Regions from separate parts of the Mus musculus genome. Here region 1 is linked to region 2. The links are chromatin contacts, called in public Hi-C maps. All regions are on one chromosome and are shown on one strand. The core of a region is the stretch at or near the end of the contact, and the rest is flanking DNA. Distances in the headings are between cores, read along the strand shown.

Evidence for each region. Hi-C and Micro-C count contacts between places; a contact is called where the count stands out from the background.
Region 1: a contact with region 2 is called in a Hi-C map of the N1E-115 cell line, with 3 times the contacts expected there. The contact joins two enhancer-like sites. A contact is called at or near these places in 4 of 484 Hi-C or Micro-C datasets (the N1E-115 cell line, embryonic stem cells, nephron progenitors and 1 more) and 1 of 115 datasets of contacts at active chromatin or transcription factors (embryonic stem cells).

Annotation. Positions count from the first base shown.
Region 1 is chr10:36,809,679-36,813,882 of GRCm38.p6, reverse strand. All of the region lies in intron 3 of Hs3st5 (heparan sulfate (glucosamine) 3-O-sulfotransferase 5), which reads right to left. Among named protein-coding and RNA genes, the nearest start is that of Gm22554, 36 kb to the right of the region's middle. Within about 2 kb of position 2,807, at least 8 of the 459 cell types and tissues checked have an H3K27ac peak or open chromatin away from gene starts, as enhancers often do. A contact at or near this core is called in the N1E-115 cell line, where this site is marked.
Region 2 is chr10:36,554,947-36,559,048 of GRCm38.p6, reverse strand. All of the region lies in intron 1 of Hs3st5 (heparan sulfate (glucosamine) 3-O-sulfotransferase 5), which reads right to left. Among named protein-coding and RNA genes, the nearest start is that of Hs3st5, 50 kb to the right of the region's middle. Within about 2 kb of position 2,753, at least 11 of the 459 cell types and tissues checked have an H3K27ac peak or open chromatin away from gene starts, as enhancers often do. A contact at or near this core is called in the N1E-115 cell line, where this site is marked.

The DNA.
Region 1 (4,204 bases), core at 1,558-4,057, 250 kb before region 2:
TGGGGTGGCCTGCACCACAGCAGAGAGACATGTGACAAATGGAATTGGCAAAGAATTATGTCACATATACATATACAAATACAAATACATACACATACACATGTACACGTACACGTATACGTATACATATACAAGAAGAAAGTGGCCTGACATGGTGGCACCAGTCGTCACCGCAGCATTTACAATGTAGAGGTAAGATGATCATGACTTCACAGTCAGCCTGAGCTACTTGTTGAGTTTAAGGTTAGCCTGGACTATATAAGAATCTGTATTTACAAAGGAGCATGACATACTGGAAATCAGACATACACTGTGACTCCATCAGTCAGAGTCACACTGCAGTTCAACCTGGATCTCTAAGACATCAACTATCAGTGAGGATACCATCAATAAATCCCTGGGCCAAAATAACCATCTCTACTTTTAATGGTCCTTTTGCCTGTAAGTGGATTAGCATGGCATTGGTGAGCTGATGTGTCTATGGGAAATTAACATGTCCTACCTTAGGGTACACCCTGTACCCTATGCTTCCATAGCCAAAGCTCAGAACAACTGAAATAGCTTTTGAAGCTCAAGTCACCTACTAATCCACTTACAGGCAAGAGAACAGTCTTAGAATGAATTTTCTTCAAGAAAAACGAAGATACTGGCTTATGAGTCATGATGCATTTTGTTTTTCTATGCTATCAATAAGTGCTCAAGAGTCTACGGAAATTGGGGGCTCCAACGTTAGGAGTTGTCCCTCTTAATCTGGGAATACAATAAAATGGTATGCACTCAATCTTTACAAGCAATGGTATTAAACTAAATGGTTAATGGTATTTTAGTAACCGTTCATCAGAGGAGTTGTGATGGTTAATTTTGATTTCCAATACGATTAGACCTTGTATTAACTAAGAGATAAGGCTCTGGGCATATATACGAAGACATTTACTAGGGGGATTGACTAATGGGGAGAGACGATCCTCCCTTAGAGAGGGCAACAGCCCAGACAAGGAGGGGCCTGCGGGAAATGCAGTGCTGTTTTTGCCTGCCTAACTTCACTTCTGATGGTGACTGCATCTACTCTGTTACTGCTTTTGTCACTTTCACTAACATCAGAACCCAGCTTCCTCAGCCTTCCAATTTTGAATGAAATCAATTGGCTCTCCAGGAATCCTCTAGGCCCTCAGCACCAGATTAGCAATCTGAGGGATTCAGCCTCTTGGCCTGAGCAACTCCCAGAACCCTACAGATCTTCTCTGCCTTAAGGGCAGTGAGCTTCTCAGCTTCTCTAGTGTGCAGACAGCCATCATTGTAATGTTCAGTTTATATTGTGCAAGCCAATCTAATATGTCCCTTTCATAATTTACATTCATTCTACCAGTTCTGCTCCTCTAGAGAATTCTGGCTAAAATCCTGTGATATTGGTAATGTACAATTTAAAATGATTTTAAGTATTTGTAAAGTATTTTTATGCACAAAAAAGGATAAAGGCTTACAGTGATATTTAAGCACTCACTTGTCTCTAGGTTTCAATCTCTGTGTCTCATTTTGTGTTCAGCTCAGGCACAGTTTCTCTAGACCAGCAAAGTTTCCACAGACATGGTGTATTAACTGAACACAGCTGAGTAGTATCTACAAGGGAGTACGCAGCCAGGAACGGCAAGCTGCAGAGACATCTGGCTGTTTTTGTAAAACAGCACTCAGCAAAGAAAGAAACAACTCCCAAGCTACAGCAAACAAAAGAGGAGATTCAGAAATAATAACGATACAGATATGTTCAAGTGTTGCTCAAAGGCTTGTAGACAAGTTTCCCGCAAGCCCTTGGTAGCAAGTCACAGCAATAATGGGAATAGCAACACAGTTCATTAAAACAGCTGAACTCCTATGGCAGAATGAGTCCTGGAAAATCATAGCCCTCTTTTGAGTACTAGCTTAGTCATCCCCAGGCAACAGTCTTCAGAGGCAGACAAGACCTGTGTCTTTGGGGCACCAGGCTGTTCTGTTCATATTTATTTTCTGTCATAATGCAGCAGACTTGTAAAGTACAAGCTTTTTTATTTTATTTTTTGGCTGGATAATGAGGAACAGAGAGATGTATGTATTACTTACTCAGGGATGTGTGGCTAGCACATGGAGAGAGGCAGATAATCCAATTCAGAGTGATGTGATCTCAAAGGACGAGACCTCTTGACGGCAGTGCCACTTAAATCCCCAGACGCTCACCCGAGAGACTAGATAAATATTTAGTCACTGATGGACCCATGCAGACAAAAAGAATTACCCCAAATAATATAATTTGTCCTTGAAACTTGAGGTAGGGGATGAAGAGGCATAAAAAAAAAATAAAGAAGGAAAAGTTTCTAAGGAGAAGAGAACTGGAAAGAGACACAGTTGTATGGCTTCAAGGAATGTTGGTAGGCAAAGGTCAGCACATCAATAGAAAGTGGCACGTCATAGCTGTCAGGCACCTTCTCTTTCACCATGCTGTTCAGAATTAACACTCATCAGAACCACGAGAGCTTTACTTGCCCTCTGCCTATCCCTATGAAAGATTGTATAGTTGATGGTGGGAGCATTGGTTTTGACTGCCATCTGTCACTGTCTTGGGTTATCATGTGCTGACCTCCAGAAGAGCCTGATGAGTTCTGCTTAATACTTTACATTGTTGCTGTGTCCCAGGTTCCCCCTTCCAGCCCTTCCTCTGAGCACTGCAGTCCCTGGCTCTCCGCCTGCTCACCAACTTGCCTTAGACGAAGCCCTGGAGTTCATCGCCCTTGGCTTTTAGCTCAGTGCACTTGGTTCCATGTTTAATGCACTGTCAAGATCCACCTGCTTTTCTGCCCTGTCATTTGTCACTGCTGTGGCTCAAGTCACCGTCTCTCTTAAACCAGCCATTATGGTCTCCTAAGTGGCCTCCTACGATTAGGTTTGTTTCTGCCTCAATTTATTTTTCACTCTGATGCCAGATGGACCTTTATAAATGGACATCTGATCTAGTCGCCTCCAGGCTTAATACTCTTTAATGGGTTCCTATCGGGAAGGTGGTTTTAAAGGGTCCTTTACCACTTTTCACTGCACCCCACCCTCAAATCTACACTTAGTAACTTCAGAACAAAGAATAGCTCGTCATTCTTTAGAATTGTGCATGGTCCCTGCAGTTTCAATGGCTTTCTTCTGAGGATCTCATAGCCCTTAAACAGTAACCCAGAGTTCTCTGAGGAGTACACCAGCCTTTACTGCCAGGCTAATGCTCCCTCTGTCTCCCCTAGGCCTAATGTTCTCATCTTAGTTACTTGGGAGTCTTTCTGAAAATCCAGGGTTGGCTGAGATGTTCTTTGCCCCTACAGCATCCACCACAGAATTCTATTTAACCCCCAAATGGCTTACTTGTGTGTTCTTCTCTAATGTCACTTTCCCAGATTAAGAATGTGTCTTTTCATTATTGAATTATCACCCGCACTTAAGGTGGCAGATGCTCAGCAAACAATTGCTGAATAATCAAGTCAGTTAGATGGGGAAGGACTTTAATATCCTGAAAGCTGTGACGCCTGGTTGCTGCCTCTTTTTAACTGAATAGAGACACTTTATCTTTACCTGCTGTTGGCAGGCTCATCAAGTGCTGTGCATCTGAAAGTGATCTCATTTTCCTGCCTTTTTGAGAAAACCTGGGTGCTTATGTATCCCTTGCCTAGATTCCACAGTTGTTAACATTTTGGTATCTATATGCTTTATGTCCCACTTATTGCTATGTAAGCACATACTAATTTTACTAAGCCATTTAAAAACAAATGGCCGAACCCAGCCTTGCATCATCCGAAGGCCCCTTATGATGACCACCAGACTTGAGAGGGAAGAAGGGCAGTGACATTCCTGTCTCAGAGGCTTAGGAGGTGACATGGCCCAGGGAGAGCTTCAAACTGTCTAGTCTAATGACTGTAAGCTGCTAACCTTGGGATCCCTAGGGCGCCACTTTTCCTTCTAGGGAACGTTGCAAACGTTACAGGTCCCACTGGTAGAATTTGTGTAGTCCCACCTTTGCATAAATTCAACTTATGAAGTATGGTGAGCTGTGTCACAAAAACAAAACAAAATTGAAAAAATTAATGAAGACGAAAGCCAGCCAGACAGAGGGGTATGGGGTGGAGAAAATATTCCCTGGAGAGTTTTTGTCTCATGCATTTTACTCCCCCTTTTAATTTCTCTAGAGAAAGAAATCTGA
Region 2 (4,102 bases), core at 1,504-4,003:
AATAAGAGAAACTCGTCCAAACTCGTCCAATCCTGTATAATTTAGGAGAGCTGAGAATTACCAGAGGCATCTTTAGGAATATGTGATACAAAGGATGCACACAAATGATCAGTCTTTAGAACCATTGATCATCCTTGCTAAGGAATGTGGAGCAATAGTGAAGTCAGCAGGGGGGTGGGCAGCATTTGGTGAGTAGCAATAGGGATGCACCAGGGCATTTGCTGAATGACAAAATCCACTGGATGTGTTTCAAATCAGAAAATATGTGCAGTGGCCCAGTTTATTTTGTTTTGTACATAAAATCTACCAATCACTGCTATTATATTCAGGATTGATGTGGTTCTTAAAAACAAACAAACAAACAAACAAACAAACAAAAAGACTATAACACTAGTATGTTGGTATGTAGCTAAGACACATGCCACAACAAGGTCCCTAAAAGCATTCTTTTCTGAGATTTTGCCTTTCTTTAAAACAGAAGGACATAGACCTATGATTTTCACTTCCTATATCTCTGAGCACTTGTTCTTAGAGCCCTGGATTGCCATACTGAGACAGGATGGAGAGGCAGAGACCTAGATCCAGATGTGCAACATGTTTGTTAACTGAGTAATAGTTATGTGTAATAGGATAGACCACTGAAGGTTTCGTGGAGAAGGCATTTATGCTATCGTTACTCCAACTTTTTCCAGAATATGTCCCAAGATGACCAGAGTACTAGATATAATTTGTAGTCAAATAATGAAAACAATTAATTGTTATGGTGGTGACTCTTGTGTCCTGTCCTGTTGGAGGTGGCATCAGTAAGGTCTCTTTCTCTGTTTTGTAAGCAAAGATCTACAGTTCCTGAAGGACACAGACTGCACTATGGACTTTGTAGTCTAAATACTTTGCTTAATTATTGAGACAGAGAATTATGTTTTACTGACTAGAATAGTACGGCACACAGTACTTCTTCAGTAAACAAGACTGATGGAGTACTCAAATGGATGAGTGAATATATTTTATCATGGACTCGATTTTTCTCACTAACATTCTCTTATAGGTTTCAATCTGGAACATACACATTTTCAAATATATCCCATAGTCAGGATGGCAATATCGTATTGCATTTTTACACTAAAAATATACACTCTAAAGACAATTCAGTCACCAGCTAAAAAGAGAACTCACATTGGGCACCGATCAGGGCTATTTATAAATTTTCCTTGGGTAGGAAAAATGATGCCATAGCTGCTTCCAAATCGGCGGAGAGTAGAGCCAATAATTCAAGAGGAGAAAATTGCTTTGGATATTCGTATTTAAATTAAAGACAAAATCTCCAGACATCTTCTTCTTTGCTATTTTTAAATGGCTCCAGCCAGTAAAAAAGCACTTTGGATTTAATCACCAACTGTGTCCCCCATTTTTAGCCCCTTGATCCTGCCTGAGGCCATATGCAGAGACCCCATTTCTTAGAGCTCTTCAGATGAAGTCACAATCTGTGCTGTAAATTTTCGCTGATGAGATTAATGCATGTTATGCAGTGTACTCAGAAAGGTTGTGAAGAACAGTATGTTCTAGAACTCTCTGTCACTAAGCTCCTCCCAGAGAACTATTTGTATGTACAGATTTTATACTTTGTAATCAATGAAATCAGAAAGCTTAACCAAGATATAGTTTGCAGGTTGCAAACTACTTTCCTATGGGCTTTTATATCAAAGCTAAATGCTTTATGCTCTGGTTGCTCTCTTGATCACAGTTTTTAAATACAAAACTGCCCTGTAGGGAGTATAATAGCAAGCATTGTAGCTTGTATGAGGAATGAAAGGTGATAAAACTTCTTTTATAGTAATCATTATAGAAGTGTGGAGAACTGGGACGGCTGTACCATTACGGTGCAGGGACACCATTTCCTCGGTTTTCACAGAGGCACAGCACAGTTATAAATGGCATCTTTTCTTAAATGCCACACTAGCCTACTAGGCCAAAAGGATTCACTATAGAGGAAACACCACACAGTTTTTGTTTCTGTTGTAATTACATTTGTACAATCTAATTAACAAACCAAAAGCCATCCTTTGAAAGACACTAAACACTGTGAATCAGCTATTACAGAGTATAACCTCTACCAAAAAACTTGCTATTGTTTTCCCTGCAGGTCAGAGGAAACAGTTTGACTATTTTGTTTCTCTCTCTTTTCTTTCCTTTTTGTTTTTATCCTCTTTTCTTTTTTTCTTTCCCTTCCTTAGCTTTTCTTTCCTCCCTTCCTCCTTCCCTTCCCTTCCCTTCCTTCCTTCCTTCCTTCCTTCCTTCCTTCCTTCCTTCCTTCCTTCCTTCCTTTCTTCCTTCTCTTTTCTTTCTTTCTTTCTTTCTTTCTTTCTTTCTCTCATTCTCTCTCTCATTCTCTCTCTCTTTCTCTCTCTCTCTTTCTTTCTTTCTTTCTTTCTTTCTTTCTTTCTTTCTTTCTTTCTTTCTTCCTTTCTTTCTTCTTTCTTTCTTCCTTTTTTCCTTTCTCTCTTCCTGAGCACCTAAATAATTGGTGGTTGGTCAGGTCTAAATGGAGAATTTAATGCAGCTTTAGAGCCATCATAGAAAGAGTCTTAAGCAGTTGAAGTTCTCTCCTGCAGTTTCTCTATCAAATTATGCCCCTCTGATGCAGATCAGGCTGAAACTGGACTCTGATAGAGGGGATCACACACACAGAGCAGTGCAGCCCAGAGGGATTCCACTCTCTCAAGGCGCTCAGTTCCATCTCCTGCTTCTGGACAGTTTTGTCTTTGGAGGACTGACACTACTGAGAACGATTCATTGTTCAAGGAGCCTTAAATCCCAGATGCTCTCCCAGAGCAGATGCTGAGTGTTTTCTCTTCTGAAATATAGGCTTGTTGGGAATCCACTTATTTTTATTTTTAAAAATCATAACTTGACAATATCTAGGTGATATTTACGTTGATACTGCCGTATCTCCTAAGGATATTTAAAAATATTAAAATGAGATACCTTATGTATCATACTGTGTGACTCATTTTTTTAATTGCAAGACATTAATATTCATGAAAAAGATAGCATCAAAACAGGGTTGCAAATGATCCAGTTTTATTTTTTTCTTCTGGTCCTGCTGATGGCATTATCAAGGAGCAAGTGTAAAGGCAAACTGGGGGGACCTCAACTTCATGCCTGACTCTGGGGACCTGGTTCTCATCAGAGCATTTCTCTCTGTGTAACTGTCAATGGACACTCATTCTCAGGCCCCCTAGAAGCAGACTGACAGGCCTGTCCTCTGGAGAGGATGGGAATCATGTGTTCAGTCCACCCACTGTGACACTCAGCGCCTTAGCACTACTGCTAATTGCACATGTGATGTCAGAGATCTTGGCTCAGGAGCAAACAGCAGGCTAATTAAACAGGGCCACAGTCATGTATGTTTCATACAAGGGAGCTAGCCAATCTCTGAACAGAGTTCTTGTTTTGTCTTCACCTGTCAGTACGCCAGCACAGTTAAGGCCTCGTAGAGTAATTGCTCTAAGCATCTAAGCAGCTGCAGGTCAGCAGTGAATACAATGGAAAGACCAGGAAACAGAGTCAAGTCAATCATTAATTTGACAGATATTTATGAGGCCAAATGTTAGACAGGCACTGAATCTCGGGTCCTGTAGTCCACTTCCCCGGCTGATAGATAAGATAATGTCTGTGCCATGTCTAGGGGAAACCTGATTTCTGCAAGGCATTAGGAAGCTCTTATAACACTCTTGTGGACAGGATGAAAAAAGGTGGGCTGTCTCATAGGAAGATTGATATGAATGTCTGATGAATGGATGGTGCCACTGGGAAAGAGATCCATAATGCCAGGCCTAGGAGCTAAGAATTCAGCCGTTTCTTATTCTACATTTGTTATCAGAGCCTTCAATGAAGACTTTACACAAGGCCTCTTTATCAGCTTAGTAGACAAGTGCTTTGGCTCTGGGTTTGAGACTGCTTTGACACATGCCAGGATTTAAATCTTGCAAGTTTCTGTTTTCTTATACAAAAAAAGAAATGTCTATACTATCATTATGGAGTTACTATGAGAACAAAAGGAATGCATGCTAACTGAGCACATGTCCATAACCCAAAACATATT